Linked DNA regions of Mus musculus: regions 1, 3, 4 and 5 are each linked to region 2. The links are chromatin contacts, called in public Hi-C and promoter capture Hi-C maps. All regions are on one chromosome and are shown on one strand. The core of a region is the stretch at or near the end of the contact, and the rest is flanking DNA. Distances in the headings are between cores, read along the strand shown. Region 1 holds the start of Cmpk1 (cytidine monophosphate (UMP-CMP) kinase 1). Region 2 holds the start of Rps8 (ribosomal protein S8). Region 3 holds the start of Ppih (peptidyl prolyl isomerase H). Region 4 holds the start of AU022252 (expressed sequence AU022252). Region 5 holds the start of Zfp691 (zinc finger protein 691).

Region 1 (2,700 bases), core at 35-2,534, 2.2 Mb before region 2:
GCTGAATATATGAACGTGGAAAAAAATACAAAGCAAATATAGGCCACGGCTTATAGGAAAAGAAGAAATTATCAAGTTCTGGGTCAAAACCTTTTATCAAGCACTCAATTTAAAGGTGAATGTTGGGTGTTTTTCCCCAACCCTGCCATTTCTTTCTGATTGTCTTGTTTTCCTTTAAAACACTGCCCAAGACAGTCCATTAAGCCTTCCTCACCGCATCATTACAGCTCATAGGGGCTAGAAAAAACAAGACAGTCCATCACTACAGCTAACACGGGCTAGAACCCATACCTGCTTGAGTTTAAAGTCTTTGCCTCTCTCCGTGTACATGCCACCCCTGACCTCAAATACTAAAAGAATGGAACTGGTAAACTTATGTCAAAACTTTAATTGTATTTAGTTATTTGTGTGGGCAAACCCTTGAGCTCTAGAGTGAACATCATAGGACAACTCGCGGGAGTGGGGTTGTGGTTCTCTGTGGGTCTCAGGGATGGAACGTGGTGGTAGGCGCCCTTACCCGTTCAGCCATCTCTGCAGTCCTAAAGCAAACATTATTTAAAAAATGATAAGAGGATTTTATAGTTGGGTGGTGTTTTACTTTCTCGGAGAGCAGAGTTTTTTATTTGCTTAGACAACTGAGGTTCACTGAGAGTGAGTGACTCACTCGCCCAAGGAAAAGGGCGTGAGTTGTCAGCTGGGCCAAAGGTTAGCGCCTGGGCTCTCACAAATCCGGCACTTTAACTACCACAAGATCCGGGTCGGGTTCCTCGAGGCCGGTTAGCCGGAGACTGACAGCCAGAGATGTAGCGAGAAGACCCGGATCCCAGGAGTGGAAGCAAGGGCGCGCGGAAACAAAGCACTCGTAGACTCGACGCCCCTCGGCCCGGGCGCGCGGTGGCCGTCGGGACTCGTAGTCCGCTCCCCACAGCGAGGGGCGCGGCCGCCAACGCGGCTGCTCCCTCCGGCCCCGGCCCGCTCCGCTCAGCCCGGGAGCTCTCCGTCGCCCTCCCGCACGGCCTCACCTCGACAATGCGCGCGCACTGGGTCCCCTTGCCCGCACCGGGCCCGCCCAAAACGAACACGACCAACGGCTTCATGAGGTGGAGAGGGAAGAGCCGCAGTGTGCGGGTCAGCGGCGGGCAGCTCGGGACCAGGACGTGCGGGAGCAGCCGACGACAGCTGCTCAGCATACAACGCGCTTCTGACAGCGGCCGGCGCGGCGGCGCGGGCGGGGCGGCAGGGAGGGGGCGGGCAGAGCGGGCGCCGGGGCCCCGCCGCCAGCTGCCGGCCGCCGTGACAGGAAGGGGCGGGGCCTCCGTGCGCTGCGCCAGCTTCCGCTCGCGGTTCCGGTTCTTCCTAACGTGGCTGGAGACCCAAGGCATTTCAGTTTCAGAACCTGGATTGACGTTTAGGCAGACCAGTGGTTCAATCTCCCGGGTTTCCCTTTCCCAAGAGAAGCGGCCTAACCGAAGAGGCAAGCACAGGAGTCAGTAGGAACAACGGCATTGTTGGGAAGGAAACCAAAGGAAAATGAGAACAGTTTGAGGTTTGCAAAGAAGGCCTCTAAAGAGGTGACCTTGGAACCAAGACTTGAGGACTGAAAAGAGCAGAGACTTGGATGCAGTGACCCGCCAAGAGAGAAGGGCATGTTAGAAGGTTAGGGCTGGATAAGTGGAATGGAAAGTCATTAATGGAGAGTTGAGTCGGTTATGGAAAAGCACTTAGGTTATATTCTAACCGCAGGGAAAGACTTTAAGCTTAGCTCTGTTACCCTGACTCGGGCCATTAGGGAAAACTCTGAAGAGAGAAGAAAAAGAGTGAAAACTGAGCCTGGATGAACACAAACCTTTGAAAATTGGAGTCGGCAGTGGTAGCATTTTCATGGAGTTTTTTATAGTAACAGAACAAAGCTATGAATCATGGCAATTTTTTTTTCAGATAACTTGGTAGAGATGGTTTCTAGCAAAGCTGGTACTGTTATTGGCCCCAGATGCCAAATGATGACGAGAGGGATGAGACAAGCTGATCCAAAGGTAGTGAGTTATCTCAATGGATGGTTCACAATCAGTTACAGATTAAACTTCCTTCCTCCTCACTGCTGCACTTGACTAGAGATAGAGTAAGACAAAGCCCACCTACCTCAGAACTCCCCCAGTGTGCTTTAAATTGGGCCTGCAAGCTCACTTCTCGGTCTTTCTTGGTAATGGGAGACCCCAGCATGCTGAACTTCTGCAAAATAAAACACTCTTTGTATTTACATACTTTTTGAATCCAGGGTGTCATTCTTTGAAAAGTCATGGACCCTTACAATCACATTCTTAGCCTTTGGGTTTGGAAGCTAGGATTCTGTTTGTATGTTACAAATGGACTTACCTAATAGTCACAAGAATGTTAGGTCACATAGAGGTGAACAATAAATGGTTGATTGGGGGCTAAGATAGATAATTTGGCTTTGGACCTACAATATTCCAGCTCCCCAAATAAGAAACCTGAAGTCAAAGGCTGAAGCAGGAAGATGATAGGTTTGAAGCCTGACTGTATTCCCAGCACTTGGGAGGCAAAGGCAGATGGAACTCTGTGAACTCAAGACCACCCTCATCTGGTTTACACTTTTAAGGTCCAGACCAGCCAGAGCTACATAGACTCCCATCTCCAAAACAATAATGAAACCCAAACAGCTCGATACAAAATTATATTTGC
Region 2 (2,700 bases), core at 122-2,621:
GTTGTTGGATGCATTGTAGACAACATCAATGATCCTTGTTTTGCGAGTACAACCTGCATACAAAGAGAGATTCACAATCAGGGGCTGGGGCAGTTAATGTTTTTTTATTACTGAAATCTTTTTTTAACATTCTCTAGAAAGCACCTCTCATTGCAGGAGTTAAGAGATCAGAATATGGCAAAGAATTCTCCAACTACCTCAGGATCTTTCAGCAAGAACAAATTCAAATACTTCAACACCTACTTACACTCAGAGCCCCAGGAAAAGTTCCCCACATCCAATCTCAGGGCACGGTACTTCTTATTGCCTCCTCGAACTCGGACTGTGTGTATGCGGCGAGGGCCAATCTAGAGAACACAAGAAGGCCAGAACATGTGTCATCAAAACGAGTGGGGACTGGGAGAGGAACCCGAACCAGACGGAGGTAACAGTCAGTGTAACTATGACAAGTCCTTGCATTGGCAAGTGGTGTACAGGTGGCCAAGACGGCCATAACCACGCCTAAGGATACGTTTTCATCACCCTAGTTACCTCCAGAAAAAGCCAGACCCCCCCTAACACAGGAAGAACCCCAGTAAGGAACACACCAAGCTTGCAGCTCTCCCACTCCTAGGCTCCAGTAGACCCTAAGCTTGGAGATTAGGGTGCACAGACCCTGCACGTGGACACACTTCCATGTCCAGTCGCCAGCACCGAGAAACCTGAGCCTTACAAAGGTGATCACAGCCACTCGTGTTCCCCAGCAAACACGCTCTAGCGCAGGGGAAGGCAGCCTCTCCCAGTCGTCCTCCCCCCGACCCCCGCACGCACCTTCGTGTTGGCAGCGGGCCGTCCCAGCTCATACTTTCGCTTCTTGTGGTAGGGTTTTCGCTTACCCCCGGTCTTGCGGCGCTTGTGCCAGTTGTCCCGAGAGATGCCTGTGTGTGGGAGCGAGGACGCAAGCCTGAGCAACCGGGCCTCGCCGCCGGCCAATCAGCCCGCTCCCGAGCCCCGCGCTGCGCGGGCTGCCCGCACGCTCAGCTCTCCAAGGTTGGCTTCCCCACGACGCAGTCGGGAGTGTGCAGCATACCCAGGTGTCATCATCCGCGTGCGGCCCGGCCCGCGGCAGCCATGTTGGCCCGCTCGCAGCCCGGAGCCCCGGAGGCGGCCGCAGCGATCTCCACAGCCCTAGCCCACCGCAGGCCCTTGCCACGGCTGCCCGTGGCCCATGGTCGGGCCGAGCATGCGTCGGGAGGCAGGATGGAGACGGATGGAGCTCGCTCCCCCGCGGCCCGACCCGGCCCGCAGCAACACTCACCCATCGCTCGGCGCTGGCTGGAAAGAGGAAGCGCAAAGCTTCACGGTCCGGTTTCTAAAACTCAGCCCCGCCTTCTTTACGTCTCTTCCGGTTGCCGGGAAGGACCTGGGGCCGCGGCGAGCCTGGGACGCTGGCACAGGGGAGGGTCCTGCGGCGTGCGAACTCACGCGGACCCCGCCTCAAATCCCTTGACCTTGGGCGGTCTGGAGGGCGGGCTCCTTAAGCTGAGCTATAGGGCACACTTGCCTGCCTGTTGTGCTTACATTTTGTCCTTTAAATTTTTTTTTTTTTTTTTTTTTTTAAACCGGGCGTGGTGGCGCACGCCTTTAATCCCAGCACTCGGGAGACAGAGGCAGGCGAATTTCTGAGTTTGAGGCCAACCTGGTCTACAAAGTGAGTTCTAGGACAGCCAGGGCTATACAGAGAAACCCTTGTAAACTTGTAAAACCAAAAAAGAAAAAAGAGTAAAGGGCCCTAATTGGAAAAGTGAAGTAGTAGAAGCTCCAACGCTCTGTTCACAGGGGGACTTGACCCTGTATATGAACACACAAAATTCATGTGTATCTCTTACATGGCAGCAATTAGCAATCAAAAAGGAAATTAAAAACAGTTTTAGTTCTGGAAAGATTGGTACTGCAAACTGTGCTCAGGGTCTCTTCAAAAGCATCAAGTGCTTAGGTCGACTCACAGTTCCTGAAATTCCAATTCCAAAGTATCTGACAATCTGGTCTGGCCCAGTGGGTCAAACCTGAAATCCAGCACTGAGACAGAGAATTATCACCAGTTGAGGGCTAGCCTGAGCTAAAGAATGAGCTACTGCTCAGTGGGAGGAACAAGCGGCCGGCTGAGGAGAAACTGAGGCACTAGACACCCCTCCAAGTGAAATCAAAGCAGAGGACAGTGGGGCTCCGGCGTCAGACAAGATGAGAGCTCAGTCAGTACATTTTATTTCTTAAACTTAAACGTCGCCTTGAATGTCAGTGAACGTCTACTTTTAAAGGGACCTCTCACCTGACCGATTTCTTTTTGAATTTTAAACTTTAACTTCAAATGTTTTAAATTTTGATTCTGAGGTTTTTACTGCGTGTATCCGATTTTTTTTTTTTAAAGATTTATTTATTTAGTATATGTAAGTACACTGTAGCTGTCTTGAGACACTCCAGAAGAGGGCATCAGATTTCGTTACGGATGTTTGTGAGCCACCATGTGGTTGCTGGGATTTGAACTCCGGACCTTTGGAAGAGCAGTCGGCCCTCTTAACCACTGAGCCATCTCGCCAGCCCCCCCCCCCCCCACGATTTTACAGTTTTGAAGCGATTTTTTTGTTGTGTTTGTTTTTTTGGGGTTTTTTGTTTGTTTGTTTGTTTTGTTTTGTTTTTTTGAGACAGGGTTTCTCTGAATAG
Region 3 (2,700 bases), core at 11-2,510, 2.2 Mb after region 2:
GTTTCTGCAATACAGCATTCCACCAAGTCAGGGATGACTTAAGGCGCTGTGCATAGGCTTCATGGTGTTCAGTACCAAATCCAGGGCCTTATGAATGCTGGGCCAATTCTCTACCACCGAGCTACAGCCTCAGCCGCGAACATGCCATTTAAAACAACAGCCGTAAGCCTCACAGAGTTTGAACTCAGGTGTGCAGGACTGCCTGTACAGATACCAAGCAATGACTGCATTTCCAGTTTTCCAAAAACCTCCCTTACCTGTGGAAGGTGCTTCCTTTGTATCCTATCGGAACGCCATCTTTTCTGTAAACAAAGAAGGAAGAGACTTGGAATGGGGAAACACAATGGTGGGCCTTTCCCATTTAGGCTACACCAGAGGCTAAAAGGGCTCTCACTAAGATCTGGAGGGGGAAAAAGAGAGAGAAAGAACCCATTCAAGGTGTCACCCTCTCTCTGCATATCATCTTCCATTACTTAAGACCTGTTCATGGTTCTCCAATACCCTCACCAAACATCCAGGGCACCCCTTCAGGAGTAGGCAGAGAAATCAAACACATCTGAGACTGACCTGAACTCTCCGGTGCAGAATTGCCTAAAGGGAAAGAGAGAGCAAACGATTTAGCCTTCGTACGATCACTGCTTGAAGCACCTCTAATCTCTGGAGAGGAGAGTTCAAACACTGGGGCCAGTATGTCCGCCAACTAACTGATCGGGCGGATGTCAGGGCAGGTAGACTAGTGATAGAAGTTGATATGGGATCAGTCACAGCCGGTAGCTGTTTGGCCAGTGAAATACCCAGACCACAGAGCTGCAAGGCAATGAATAGATGGACAGAGGCAGACATGGCAAAGACCGACTGGAGGCCGGCTTCGGGCTCAGCTCTGGTTCACTTGGAGCATATCCTTACCTAAAGTTCTCTGCCGTCTTAGGCACCACGTCTGCAAAGAGCTCGATTTTCATGCGACCAACTTCCTGCAGAAGAAACGGGAGACGCAACACTCAGCTCACGACCGCTGTCCACGAAGCTCGAAAGCTCCCACCTCCCTCCGCCGCCTGGCCCAGCCGGTCTCGGGAGGGCTATAAGGGGCTGCCTCCCTTACCCGAGGCCAACCAGCCCGCACGGGCCGCTAGGTCGCCCGCACCTCACCTGGCCGCCAATGCTGACATCGAAGAAGACCACTGGATTGACTGGACTTGAATTTGCCACCGCCATGGCTTTGACCCGGAAGTAGAAACCCGGCTTCCGGTGGCAGGTCCCGCGAACTTCATCCGGAGCGCAGACGCAGTGGAAACGGACCGCGATTGCGCCCCGCCCCGGAAGTGTGGCGCGCGCTGAGGTTGTTGGGAATGGTACTGTTTGGCTGAGCTGGTCGGAGCTGAGGGGAGGAAACGCAGGCATCTTTGTCAAAGTCTGTGGGCTCCCCACTTGCATGACTGTATTAGTGCAATAGAAATGAATCTTCTGCAGACAGCATGTCCTGAGCAGTCACACTTGGTGTCCCCTGTCACAGCTCATGAGCCGAGGATCCCTGAGTCACCTTCCATATTTTAAAATGGTTTGTTACTGTAGCCTGGCTCAGTCGGGTGCTGGAAATGTAATTTTATTTATTTTCTTATGATTGTAAAATTTTTTATTTTTTAATTCACATTTACATCCCCAGTGCTGCCGCCTCTCCCGGTTTCCCCACCCCCTCCTTCTCTTCTCCTCTGAGAGGGTAGAGACCCCCTCTGGTTTTCCCTCCACCTTAGCACATCAAGTCTCTGCAGGGCTGGCCTCATCCTCTCCCACTGAGTCCAGACAAGCAGAAGAAACGAATTCCACAGCAGGGCAACAGCTTTTGGGATAGCCCCTACTCCAGTTGTTCGGGACCCACATGAAAGACCGTGTGTGTGTGGGAGGGGGCTAGGTCCCGCCTGTCTATGCTCTTTGGTTGGTGGTTCAGTCTCTGAGAGCCCCAAGGGTCATAGTTGACTCTTGGTTTTCCTGTGGAGTTCCAATCCCCTCGGAGGCCCTCAGGAGTCCTCAAGCTCCATCGGATGTTTGGCTGTGGTCTCTGCATCCCTGAGTCAGCTCCTGGGTGGAGTCTCTCAGGACAGCCATGCGAGGTTCCTGTCTGCAAGCACAACAGTCTCAGGGATTGTTGTTTGCCCATGGGATGGGTCTCTAGGCTAGTAAATCGTATGGGGCTTTGCCTATTTAAAATGCTGTTTGCCACTGCTGGTAGCAAAGACCAGGAAGTAAAGGCTGGCTTCTCTTATACCACTTTTACCAAGTACCCTTCTGCCTCTGTTTTGGAGGGCATTCAGTTGCTACCCCCCCCCCCTCTTTTCCTTCTCTCATGCTTGCTCCGGCCCAAAGATACTTATATGTAAGTACACTATACTTGTCTTCAGACACCCCAGAAGAGGGCGTGGTTGCTGGGATTTGATCTCAGGACCTTCGGAAGAGCAGTCAGTGCTCTTACCCACTGAGCCATCTCTCCAGCCCTGGTTGTTACACCCTTTAAGGTTTTTTGGTTTTTGTTTTGTTTTGTTTTTGCTTTTGGTTTTTTGAGACAGGGTTTCTCTGTATTGCCCTGGCTGTCCTGGAACTCACTCTGTAGACCAGGCTGTCCTCGAACTCAGAAATCTGCCTACCTCTGCCTCCCAAGTGCTGGGATTAAAGGCATGCACCACCACTGCCCAGCTTAAGGTCTTTTTT
Region 4 (2,700 bases), core at 25-2,524, 2.1 Mb after region 2:
GCTTTTAAAGCAGCCAGGCTCCGACACTGTAAAAGAGTCTTCAGGGGAAGTCTTGCTAAGAGAAGGAAACTGGAGTCCCACTTAGCCCTATGAGCCTCTCCACCTCAAAGATCTCATTTTACAGATCCAGAGCTCCAGAGAGAAACAATCAAAACCAATCTGTCAAAACTTCTACGGTCTTTTCCATTATTTTGCATATCTTCTTTATTTTACCTATTATGGAAACCGACGCCTAAGCTCTGGACATAGTAATACTGACTGTATCCACTGAAATTCACCATGTGTGACAGCGACCCTTGTAATACCCAGCCTTTGGGAGGCTGAATTCAAAGCCAACCTGGGCTATACAGCAAATGAAACTACCTCCAGTTTTATTGTGTGTGGTCTTTTTTTCAATAGGAATTTTACCCTGTGCCTTTTTGCATGCTGTTTTTGGTAGTGCTAAGAATCAAATTCAGGGCTAGGCAACAGTAAACTACAACCCCAGCAGTTTTTGTTTTATTTTGTTTTGTTTTTTTAAAAAGGAAAGAAAGAGCATATATTTAAGTTCCACAAGCTCCTGGGTAACAGATAAAGACCTTATGGGAAGCAGAATAAAATGTGACTATTTAAGAATTTGGTATAGAAGCCATACATTTAATCCCAGCATAGGGTTTTGGGGTTGGAGGGTGGGGGAGGAAGGTGGATCTGTCAGTTCGAGGCCAGCCTAGTCTATAATATAGAGAGTTCCATGACAGCCAGAGTTATGTAGAAAGGCCCTGTCTCAAAACAAACAACAACAGAGGAATTGGGATAGAGTGATCCTCTTCGTGTGAAATGGAATGGTAACTTCAGTACTGCCGAGTTCACAGGCTGTCCCGAGCCCAAAGAGGCAGGGTAAAGTACGGAGATGGCTATTCCTCACCTTCTGCACCTGCTCGGCGAGCGCCACGAGGTCTAAGGGGTCCCCGACCCGGTGGGTGTGGTAGGGGCTCACCAGAGCCAGGCCGCCGGGGGTCGGGGTGAGCTCCACCAGGGCTCCTGCGATACACACCCGAACACAGGCGTAAGTTGAAACCCTCAGCCTTCCGTGAGCCAGCAGGAAAGAGCCACCCGGCTGCGACCTCCTACCCAGGCAACTCAGTCCCACCTACCTCCAGGACCCGCCGCCTCCTTCACCCCCAGATTTCCCGTACCACTTTCGTACCGGCCGGGAACCCCGGGGTCCGCCATAACAGCACCTCGGTCCCACCACCCGCAGGGAGCTCAGTCTAAAGCGCAGGCGCACAACAGCTTGTGGGCGGGGTTTTCTCGTTCTCAGTCCATTGAGCTGTGCGCATGAGATTAGAGGCGGAGCCTCACGAAGAGTAAGTGTTTGGATTGGTTGAAAGCAAGAGGCGGTACAAGTTTCCTTGCCACGAGCTTCTGGACTTGGGGCGTGGCTCGTCTCTGGGCGTGGCTTCTGTGGGGGGCGGGACTCTGGAATGTGCCCCAGGCGAGCAGTCCCGTTAAGTGGAGGAGCAAGGCCATGGCGGTGAGCGAAAGGAGGCTGCTGGCAGCGATGCTAGCGGTCGCCGCCGCCGCCGCCTTACGGGTTGCGGCGGAGTCTGAGCCGGGATGGGACGTGGCAGCCCCTGACCTGCTTTACGCAGAGGGGACCGCGGCCTACTCGCGCGGGGACTGGCCCGGGGTGGTCCTGAACATGGAGCGGGCGCTGCGCTCGCGGGCGGCCCTGCGTGCCCTCCGCCTGCGCTGCCGCACACGCTGTGCCACCGAACTGCCGTGGGCACCGGACCTGGATCTCGGTCCGGACCCCAGCCTGAGCCAGGACCCGGGCGCCGCCGCCCTGCACGACCTGCGCTTCTTCGGAGCCGTGCTGCGCCGTGCCGCCTGCCTACGCCGCTGCCTCGGGCCGCCCTCTGCCCACTTGCTGAGTGAAGAACTGGACCTGGAGTTCAACAAGCGGAGCCCGTACAACTACCTGCAGGTCGCCTATTTCAAGGTGCGACTGGTCCGGAGCCCGGTGGCCGGGAGCGACCTGGGGAACTTGGGGAGCAGAGCAGGGATGAGACGGCAGGGAGGCAAGGGACCTCTTGGCTAGGGAGCTCTTGGCGGACTTTGGGAGCTTCACCCGGTTCTTATGGGCAGATGCTAACCCTAAAGGTCCAGCCAGTAGTGACAGCCCAAGCCAAGAAAAACCTGACCTTTTTCTTTTGGGAAGGCCTCCTAGAGGGAACCGAGGCGGCCGCTAGGGTCTCCCAGCAGTACTTCATTGCAAGTGTCCAAGTGCTTCTGCAACATCTTCCTTCCGGTTCGTTCTCCAATCATGCTTTCCCTGCTCCCTAATCCAACAGCAGCGCTCTTTCAGGACGTGGGATTGCCACGTCGCCAGCAGGGGCTGCCTGGCTCCGCCCTGTGGAGGACCCTCTAGCTAGTATTTTTGGGTTTTTTGTTTTTAAGAAAATGACTGTCTTTTGGGATGCCACAGCGATTTAAGGCCAAGTCAATAAGCGGGCTTGGAACGCCAGCCTTGTCTGCCCGTGATGACTGGTAACATATATTTCCAGGACTCCGTTAAAGCACTTTACGTTTGTTTATTGCCTCATTTGCCCTGATACATACAGTATCCTTTGAGTAAATGATATTAGTCCCATGTTAGGGGGGTGGGCTGCTCATGCAGACTACATAGCTACAACAGTTTCACAGACCTTTCAGTTCTAC
Region 5 (2,700 bases), core at 189-2,688, 2.0 Mb after region 2:
TCGGTAGGTAAAGACACTACCGACCAAGTTGAACATAATATGCAAGGTTAAGTTCCAGGGAACAGGCAGTACATACACCCATTCTTTCTGGCCAGCACTGCATATGGCATATTACACAGTAGCCCATAACAGCTCATATTTTTTAAAGGTCCTACAGAGCACTCGACCTAGGGCTAAGCGGTCCAATGCACCATCTCAATTCATTTTTACAGCACCTCTGCCTCCCGAGTGCTGGGGTTGAAGGCATGAGCCGCTACATCTAGCTCAACTATTAATTTCTCATACTTACTTTAGAAATGATGAAACTGAAACTCTGAGAAATCAAGTCACGTGCCTAAGAGCACACAGTAGGTGGCAAAACTGAAGCCCAAGTTGATTCCTCCAAAGCTGAGGTTTTTAACCATTCCACCAGGACTGGAGGTAGAGACGGTGCTACGGCACTTAGGAAATGAGAAGGCACCTCTCTGAAGAGGGCAGGGAGGGAGCTTCACTGAAGAGGTGAAATTTAAACTATGACTTGCAAAATAGACAGATGAGCAGGACCAAGGCTGGCAGAGACGGAGAGTCCATCCCTGACTGAAAAGGCAGTGTGGAAATAACACAAAGTCACCTTGCATTACAAAGATCGGAGGGAGAAGAGACCTAGTGCATGTGGGGTTTTCTTCCTCGGAGCTCAGCAGCACAGAGTCGCCAGCAAGAGTGCGGAGGAGGGATGAGTTCTAAGAACAAGGCAAGAAGATGAGGCTTGGTGATCACAGACGATGAAGGACAAGAGCCTGGATTAGAAGGAAGAGACCAAGCTGGGGTCCGAAAGATTAAAGTTCTAGATCCGGGTTCGAGTCAAGGGTACCGGGAGTAACTTGGAAGGACCGGGGACAGAGTGTGAAAAATTAAGGAAGCACTCACCGGAGCTACATAGCGATTCAGAGACGGATCATCAAAGGAGCCAAAGAATCTGAGGTGGCCTGGGAGAGGGGACAAAGGCTGCAGCAGTGTCCAAAGAGCCTAGTTAAGTGGGGAAGGAGGATAAAGCTGGAGGAGTCAGCTGGGAAAGCTGAAGGACGAGAGTTGGGTTCAGAGATGTCCATGAGGTTGGGACTGGAGCTGGAAGAGTACAAGGGGCGACTCTAAAGACACGGTGTGTGGGAGGGGCATGGAGTGGTCCAAGGCCAACAGTAAGGCAGGGAGGGTAGTAAGACTGGGTCATCCGAGGACTGGGGACGTGATCGCAGCGGAGGGACACACGGTACCCGGCGGCCTTTGGGACTCGCAAAACAGCAACTTCCCAAACATCAGCCTTCAAGGCCTTCGCAAGAGCGAAGGGGCCAGGCTCGAAGCGCCCCGTGCCTCGCGTTCGCCTCCCCCATAACCCCCACGTCACCTCTACACAGCCGCGACCCACTTCACTCCCGCGGCTCGGTCAGGGACAGCGGCGCCTCGGTGGGCGGGGGAAGGAGCCGGAGCCGGAACCCAGAGAGGATCCGCCTTCACAGCGTTCGGATTGGATCCTGGGAACGTTCTTCCTCTCTATTGGCTATACTAACTGTCACACTGCACAAGACCTAGTAGGACGGCCAATAAACATTGGTTTAGTGCGCGGCATGCTGGGAGTTGTAGTTCGGAGGTTTGCTTCGCTGAAAACATTTGCCCAGTTCAGAACTCAGCGGTGAAGCTGTCATCACTTCTAAGGTCATCAGGTTTCTTTTCTTTTTGTCTTTTGAAGCGGTGGCCCTCGATAGAAACCTCGCAGTTCATTTAAAGTTTATAGTTTAAAATTAAAAGGACATGTACCAGGAAAGGAATTTAAAAATAAAGTAGTTCGATCTCTTTGTCCGAGAAGCTAAGTGTCCTCTCCCAAGGAATGACCTCCAGCCAGGTCGGCCAGTGGCCCAACGTAGGTTTTGGTTTTTTTTTTCTGTGTCCTATGTGATCCTGTTAACCCAAAAGTCTCGCATCAATCTGGATATAATAGACCAGTAAGTTATCCAGAGATGGTTTTTGTTTGGTTGGCTGGTTGTTGTTTTTCCCAGATTTTATTTTGAAGAACAATAAAGATTAAGAACTTGAAAGATAAAGAGGATAAAGAAAGTTGATGTGTAAGCTAACTACGAGCTTTTCCTGTTTGTGTGGTCTTTCAATGGTTGTCTTTGTAGCTGGTAAAGCTTTAGAGCTAGTGATGACCCGGTGATTAAGAACACTTACAGCTCTTTCAGGGGACCTGGATTCCCAGCGCCCACATCAGGTAGTTTATAACCACCTGTAACTCCAGATCCAAGGGATCCAATGCCCAATTCTGGACAATTTGAGAACCTGCACACAAGAACACACACTCACACACACACACACACACACACACACACAAAATCAGGAAAGAAAAAAGAGAGGGTCAAGTTTTATAATCCCACCTCTCTCCTCTATAAAATTCCTAGCACAACTATTGTAAGGATATAAGGACTGAGTGGATAGACAGACAGTCAGACAAATAGGCAGACACACAGACAAACATTTCCTGCTTCTACAAATAGCTCTATTCTCTATTGGTAAATTCTCTCAATAGGTAAGACTAGCATGAGTTAGTTAGCCAATAGGATTGGCTACTCAAGCAATTATGTTTGGAGCTGAGGATGTGTGTGACGTGTAAGTATCTATTACACACTATTAGTTTATAAATTGATAAAAATAAAACATCAAAAGTCAGAC

The links. Promoter capture Hi-C pulls out the DNA fragments that hold promoters and counts their contacts. Hi-C and Micro-C count contacts between places; a contact is called where the count stands out from the background.
Region 1: a promoter capture Hi-C map of pre-B cells shows a contact between it and region 2, with 3 times the contacts expected there. The contact joins the promoter of Cmpk1 here to the promoter of Rps8 in region 2. A contact is called at or near these places in 3 of 39 promoter capture datasets (cranial neural crest, pre-B cells and second pharyngeal arch cranial neural crest).
Region 3: a contact with region 2 is called in a promoter capture Hi-C map of hippocampal neurons, with 3 times the contacts expected there. The contact joins the promoter of Ppih here to the promoter of Rps8 in region 2. A contact is called at or near these places in 2 of 39 promoter capture datasets (erythroid cells and hippocampal neurons).
Region 4: a promoter capture Hi-C map of hippocampal neurons shows a contact between it and region 2, with 2.3 times the contacts expected there. The contact joins the promoter of AU022252 here to the promoter of Rps8 in region 2.
Region 5: a Hi-C map of B cells shows a contact between it and region 2, with 5 read pairs. The contact joins the promoter of Zfp691 here to the promoter of Rps8 in region 2. A contact is called at or near these places in 2 of 39 promoter capture datasets (frontonasal cranial neural crest and hippocampal neurons) and 1 of 484 Hi-C or Micro-C datasets (B cells).

The regions. Positions count from the first base shown.
Region 1 is chr4:114,985,944-114,988,643 of GRCm38.p6, forward strand. Cmpk1 (cytidine monophosphate (UMP-CMP) kinase 1) reads right to left here and starts at 1,285. Exons shown (of 6, transcript NM_025647.3): 1 at 1,023-1,285. The coding sequence starts at 1,190.
Region 2 is chr4:117,154,761-117,157,460 of GRCm38.p6, forward strand. Rps8 (ribosomal protein S8) reads right to left here and starts at 1,372. Exons shown (of 6, transcript NM_009098.2): 1 at 1,298-1,372; 2 at 811-917; 3 at 248-347; 4 at 1-53. The coding sequence starts at 1,301. It overlaps Snord55 (small nucleolar RNA, C/D box 55), which reads right to left and starts at 1,088; the gene lies at 1,011-1,088. It overlaps LOC115490046 (a small nucleolar RNA gene), which reads right to left and starts at 529; the gene lies at 426-529.
Region 3 is chr4:119,319,263-119,321,962 of GRCm38.p6, forward strand. It overlaps Ppih (peptidyl prolyl isomerase H), which reads right to left and starts at 1,261. Exons shown (of 10, transcript NM_028677.4): 1 at 1,147-1,261; 2 at 907-971; 3 at 568-591; 4 at 258-302. The coding sequence starts at 1,212.
Region 4 is chr4:119,231,450-119,234,149 of GRCm38.p6, forward strand. It overlaps AU022252 (expressed sequence AU022252), which reads right to left and starts at 1,275. Exons shown (of 5, transcript NM_001012400.2): 1 at 1,134-1,275; 2 at 905-1,020. The coding sequence starts at 1,212. P3h1 (prolyl 3-hydroxylase 1) reads left to right here and starts at 1,466. Exons shown (of 15, transcript NM_019783.2): 1 at 1,466-1,981. The coding sequence starts at 1,508.
Region 5 is chr4:119,172,757-119,175,456 of GRCm38.p6, forward strand. It overlaps Zfp691 (zinc finger protein 691), which reads right to left and starts at 1,439. Exons shown (of 2, transcript NM_001145936.1): 1 at 1,382-1,439.